Regions from separate parts of the Macaca mulatta genome. Here region 2 is linked to region 1. Evidence: chromatin contacts called from public Hi-C data. All regions are on one chromosome and are shown on one strand. The core of a region is the stretch at or near the end of the contact, and the rest is flanking DNA. Distances in the headings are between cores, read along the strand shown.

Region 1 (2,700 bases), core at 48-2,547:
CAGAAGGCTCTCCCTGCGGGGATAACGCTGTTAATCTGTCGACATAACGGGATTCTTTTAGAAGTAAAAGGCATAAATCTGTGTAACCAGCACCACCTTTTTTTTTTTTTTTTTTTTTTTTGCCAAGCTTAATCAAGAAAGACGGAAGGGAGTTGCGTGTCCCTTCACTTTGTAGGATCGGATCCTGTCCACCCTGTTTCCGAATGCTCTCAACAGTTACCCAACCGCCTGTTTCAAGGGCTTCCCTGTTGCTCAGAATGCCACCTGGACACTGCTGGAAGGAAACTATCAGGGAGATAAGCTTCCCCTCCTCCCGGGCTGTGTACAGGTCCCCACTCAATCCAGCCCAGGGCAGAGTCCAAACGGCGAGGGAGAGATGCAGACAGGGTCAAAGGGACCCCAAGAGTCCAGCACATCTGGGAAAGAGAAAAAGTGCTGTGGCATCCTGCAGCTGGGGCGCACGCCAGCGCGCCCCCTTTCCTCTGGGAGGACCCCCGGCCCCCGTTCGTCCCCAAGCTCCCAGCCCGCCTCCGGGAGACCCACTGAGAGAAAAAACGTGTGGGGAACCCCCAGCAGCTCCAAACGCCGAGGCGCTCCCCGCGAGCCTCAGACCCGACCCAACCCTAGGACTCGCGCCACCGGCCCGCGAGGAAACCCCCACAGCCCGCGCCCCGGGCAGGCTGGAGGGTGGGGGCGGCTGGCCAGGCAGGGCGCCCAGGCCCGGGCTCCGGGAGCAGCCCGGCGGGCAGGGGAGACCGGGCCCGCAGGCCGGGTTTGGGGGTGTCCAGGCCGGGGCGGAGGGCCCGGGCGGTGAGCCCCTCTGTGGGAACAAGGAGTCGGGGGGCGGCCCGGGCCTGGCGCCCTTCGCGGGGAGGCCGACTCCGGAGCGGCCCGGGCGGCCTGGGTCGGGACCGGGGGAGGGGCCCGCAGGCCGCACCTGGTCGGCGAAGTCCTCAGCCGTGCCCATCAGGTCGTTCTGGCCCATGGCGACGGCGGGAGGCTCGGCTCGGCTCGGCTCGCTCGCTCGCTGGCCCTCGCCCGTCGGCGCCCGCGCCCGCTGCGGCCTCCACAGGAAGTGCCCGGCGGCCGGCCTCGCTCCGCGTCGGCTGCGGCTCCAGCGGCTGCCACGTAGGCCAAGCCTTAAAGGGGCCGCGCACCGCCCGGGTCCGCCCCGGCGCGTCTTAAAGGGGCCATGCACCGTCCCCAGCCTCCCGACCGGTCCGCTCGAAGCCACCCCCGCCGCGCTCGACGCCACGCCTCTCACGCTGGAGACCCCTCCCACCGCGCGCAGGCCCTGCGGCACCTCCCGGCCTGGCGGAACGCCTCCCCTTTAAGGGGGCAGGCCTGGGGGGGTCTGGGGCCAGCTCGCAGGAGGGACGCTTGGATGCCTCGAGGACGCCGTTCGGGCGGGGAGGGTCCCGCGGGTCCCACTGACCCACACGGGGTGGGGTCAGGGGTGGACGCTCGCCCGTACGCGGTAGCTACTGAACATGCTTGGGCCAGAGTCCGATGGCAGGCGCCCCACGCAGGGGGAGCGAGGCCCAGGGTACCCCGGAGAGCCCATGGACAAGTACCAGGTGCCGAGTGTTCCCTGCGGGGAGGCGGGGGCTCCGTGGGGTAACGGTCGCCAACCCTGGAGCTGCGGCCGGCGGTTCCGACCAAGGGCGGCGAGGGACCCGCGCCCTAGCTAGTGTTGGCCTCCAGCTCCTAGGTTGAACCCGGGGGGCCTCCAACGGTGACCTCCTGGGTGCCCTTTGCCACTCAGTTTTCCCCTTTGTGAATTGACTAAGGATTTTCCAGCCCTGGCTGAGTATTTGAGGGCGTGGGGCAGCTCCTCTATCCTTTGTGCCCGGGGTTTGGGCGCTTGGGTCCACCGAGGCAGGCCCCCCGGGAACATCCCGAATACGTAATTGGGAGCCCCCAGTCCCCTAAAAACACCCCTGCAATGTGGGTCTTTGAAAATATTTGAGACCTATAAAATTTACAAAACACAAAAGGAAAGCTGCAAAATAAAAGTGAATGTTTAATTAAATGCTTCTATACATGATATGTAAACTTTATTAAATGTTAGATTCAGCATTTGTGAAAACCGCATTCGCTTGGAAACAGTTTGCGGATTAGATTTTTGTCACTTGGGAAGAATTGTCTGTGTGTGAGAGGACTATAGGGCGTTGCCAGCAGTGACGCAGATGAGCTTCTGGTGGCCAGATAATTTTTTAAATAAAGTTACTTTTCAGGGAAAAAAAAAAATAGACCTTTCAGGAATATACCTGCTTTTGGAAAAAAAATAGACTTGTTCTAAGATATGGGTCCATTTTACTGTTTAACTTGCTGCCTAAGCCTGCACGCTCTCACACCAGCTCTGCCCTCAGCCCCCTGTGGCTTAGAACAGCAGTCCCCGGCCAGGCTCGGTGGCTCACGCCTGTAATCCCAGCACTTTGGGAGGCCATGGCGGGCGGATCACCTGAGGTTGGGAGTTCGAGACCAGCCTGACCAACGTGGAGAAACCCTGTCTCTACTGAAAATACAAAATTAGCCGGGCGTAGTGGCGCATGTCTGTAATCCCAGCTACTCGGGTGGCTGAGGCAGGAGAATTGCTTGAACCCAGGAGGCAGAGGTTGTGGTGAGCCGAGATAGCACCATTGCACTCCAGCCTGGGCCACAAGAGCAAAACTCTCTCTCAGAAACAAAACACAACAA
Region 2 (2,700 bases), core at 38-2,537, 41 kb before region 1:
CAAGGGCTTTCATTTTAGCTGCTGGGGGTAAGGTTTACTTTTTTTTTTTTTTTTTTTTTTTGAGACAGAGTCTCGCTGTGTTGCCCAGGCTGGAGTGCAATGGCATGATCTCTCCTCACTGCAAACTCCACCTCCCGGGTTCAAGCGATTCTCTTGCCTCAGCCTCCTGAGTAGCTGGGATTACAGGCGTCCACCACTGTGCCCGGCTAATTTTTGTATTTTTAGTAGAGACGGGGTTTCACCATGTTGGCCAGGATGGTCTCGATCTCCTGACCTTGTGATCCGCCTGCCTCGGCCTCCCAAAGTTCTGGGATTACAGGCGTGAGGCCCCATGCCAGGACAATGTTTACTTTTTAAATGGGAGAAATCAGTATGTAAAGTAGGAGCTGAATTGTTTTAATAAATGGAAACAAAAAAAAAACTTGAAAAAGGATGAGAAAGACAGACGGAAGACATACTGAGTAATGAGAAAAGTCACAAGATTTTGGATTTGCTATCACCGATATACCGTCCTTGAATAAAAAGGAAACCCTGTTTAACCTCTGGTGGGTCCAGAGACGCTGCTGCTCTCCTCTCCTCCTGGGCCCAGACAGCACTGACAAGTCCCCGCTGTCGGCTTCCCCGCCCGATTGTCTACTTCCCTTGTGCAGCCTGGTCACCAGGCCATGAGAACCCTAAGGGCAGGAGCCCTCTGCCATCCTCCTCCTCCCCACACCGCACCATGTCCGTAATGAAGGGACTGAAAGGGTCTTTTCCCACTGACTGACCGTTACTCCTGTCTCTACTAAACCCCCTCTCTACTAAAAATACAAAAATTAGCTGGGCGTGGTGACGCGCGCCTGTAATCCCGGCTACTCTGGAGGCTGAGACAGGAGAATCTCTTGAATCCGGGAGGCGGAGCTTGCAGTGAGGCGAGATCTCATCACTGCACTCCAGCCTGGGGGACAGAGCGAGACTCTGTCTCCAAAAAAAAAAAAAAAAAGCAAGGGAAACGGCGGTAATTTCACAAGTCACTTAGATTTTTTTTTCCAGTACTTTACGGACTCGTCTACACCGGCTCCGGCCGCCTCCCCGTTTCGCAGGCCCCTCAGTCCCAGCCCGGCCATGTGCGTTACCCCGCGTGCGCGCCTGCTGCTCCGGGCCCGAATGGGAGCAGATCTTCTTGGCCAGGCTCTGCAGGTAGGCGTCCTTGGCAAGTAGAGAGGCCATGGCGGAGACCCGAGCCGTTCACAACTCACACCTTCCCGGCTGCGCGTGCGACTCTCACCACGTCCGCCGGAAACCACCACACGGGCAGGCGCCGCCAGACGAGCGCCGAGCCGCCAGCCCGAGCGCTCGATTAGTCAGGCCTGACTCCGCCGGAAGCGGCGCGCGGGGCGGAGAGCACAGTATTGTGGGCCGAGGGCAGCCAATCTCCGCCGGGAGTGGGTGCAGCCGGGGACCCCGAGGCCGGGCCTCAGCGCCTCCATCACCCGGGTCCCGCACGTGTCCCTGCGCTCCCCTCACCCCTACACCCGGCGCAGCAGGCCCTCCTGAGTAGGGGCGAAATGAGTGAATGACCAGCAGTACATTCATTCAGTCCTTTGGAGTGGGGGGCCTCCGGTCTCAGGCGGACGCAGACTGAGCGCCTGGCACGTGGCAGGCCCTAGGTTCAGTCCTAGGGGACACAAGCAGTGTGTCACACACACAGATGTGCTCTTGGCTAGTGTCTGCCGTAGAGGTGGCTGATAAACCTGGCAAGCGTGTGACTGTCAGGTGAGGGCAGCGCCAAAGAAAGCCCCAGGGGAAAAGGGAGAAGTGTTGGGCGGGAGGGAGCCGGCGTGTTCAAGGAAGAGCCCCTGCGCAGTGACTTTTGCTCTGAAAAATAGACTTACACACTACGATCTTCCCTCCGCCCCGGGAAAGGAGTCTCGCTCTATTGCCCAGGCTGGAGTGAAGTGGCGAGATCTAGGCTCACTGCAACCTCCGCCTCCCGGGTTCACGCCATTCTCCTGCCTCCGCCTCCCGAGTAGCAGGCGCCCGCCACCACGCCCGGGTAATTTTTTGTATTTTTTAGTAGAGACGGAGTTTTACCGTGTTAGTCAGGATGGTCTCGATCTCCTGACCTCGTGATCCGCCCGCCTCGGCATCCCAAAGTGCTGGGATTACAGGCGTGAGCCACCGCGCCCGGCCTAATTTTTGTATTTTTAGTAGAGACGGGGTTTCACCATATTGGCCAGGCTGGTCTGGAACTCCTGACCTCAGGTGATCCACCCACCTCTGCCTCCCATAGTGCTGGGATTGCAGGCATGAGCCACTGTGCCCGGCCCACACTACGATATTTAACACAAGATGTGGCCTTTATAATAACTCACTAGGGGCAGGAGAAAGGAGAGGTCATGGTCTGAGGCTTGGGACCACCACACCCCAGTTCCTGCACTGGAAAATTACAGGCTCGTTAAGGACCCAGAGCCCCTTCCAGGGCCACCCTGTTGGTCGAGAAGGGAGAACTTGAGTCTTAAATTACAATTTGAAAACGTGGCTGCTAATATATATATATTAGAAACAGTAAGAACTGTTGTATTTGAAACAGAACTAAACTTTCTTCCCCTAACTTCTGCCATGAGGTGATTTAAAAAAATTTTTTTGGCCGGGCACAGTGGCTCACGCCTGTAATCCCAGCACTTTGGGAGGCCAAGGTGGGAGGATCACTTGAGCCCT

What was found. Hi-C and Micro-C count contacts between places; a contact is called where the count stands out from the background.
Region 2: a Hi-C map of liver shows a contact between it and region 1, with 1.8 times the contacts expected there. The contact joins the promoter of SURF6 here to the promoter of STKLD1 in region 1. A contact is called at or near these places in 2 of 14 Hi-C or Micro-C datasets (fetal cortex germinal zone and liver).

What each region holds. Positions count from the first base shown.
Region 1 is chr15:9,148,300-9,150,999 of T2T-MMU8v2.0, reverse strand. It overlaps STKLD1 (serine/threonine kinase like domain containing 1), which reads left to right and starts at 1,297. Exons shown (of 17, transcript XM_077967235.1): 1 at 1,297-1,577. The coding sequence starts at 1,491. It overlaps SURF4 (surfeit 4), which reads right to left and starts at 1,120. Exons shown (of 6, transcript NM_001377196.1): 1 at 938-1,120. The coding sequence starts at 985.
Region 2 is chr15:9,189,487-9,192,186 of T2T-MMU8v2.0, reverse strand. SURF6 (surfeit 6) reads right to left here and starts at 1,287. Exons shown (of 5, transcript NM_001194177.2): 1 at 1,116-1,287. The coding sequence starts at 1,209. It overlaps LOC144334990 (a long non-coding RNA gene), which reads right to left. Exons shown (of 3, transcript XR_013405335.1): 3 at 2,120-2,259.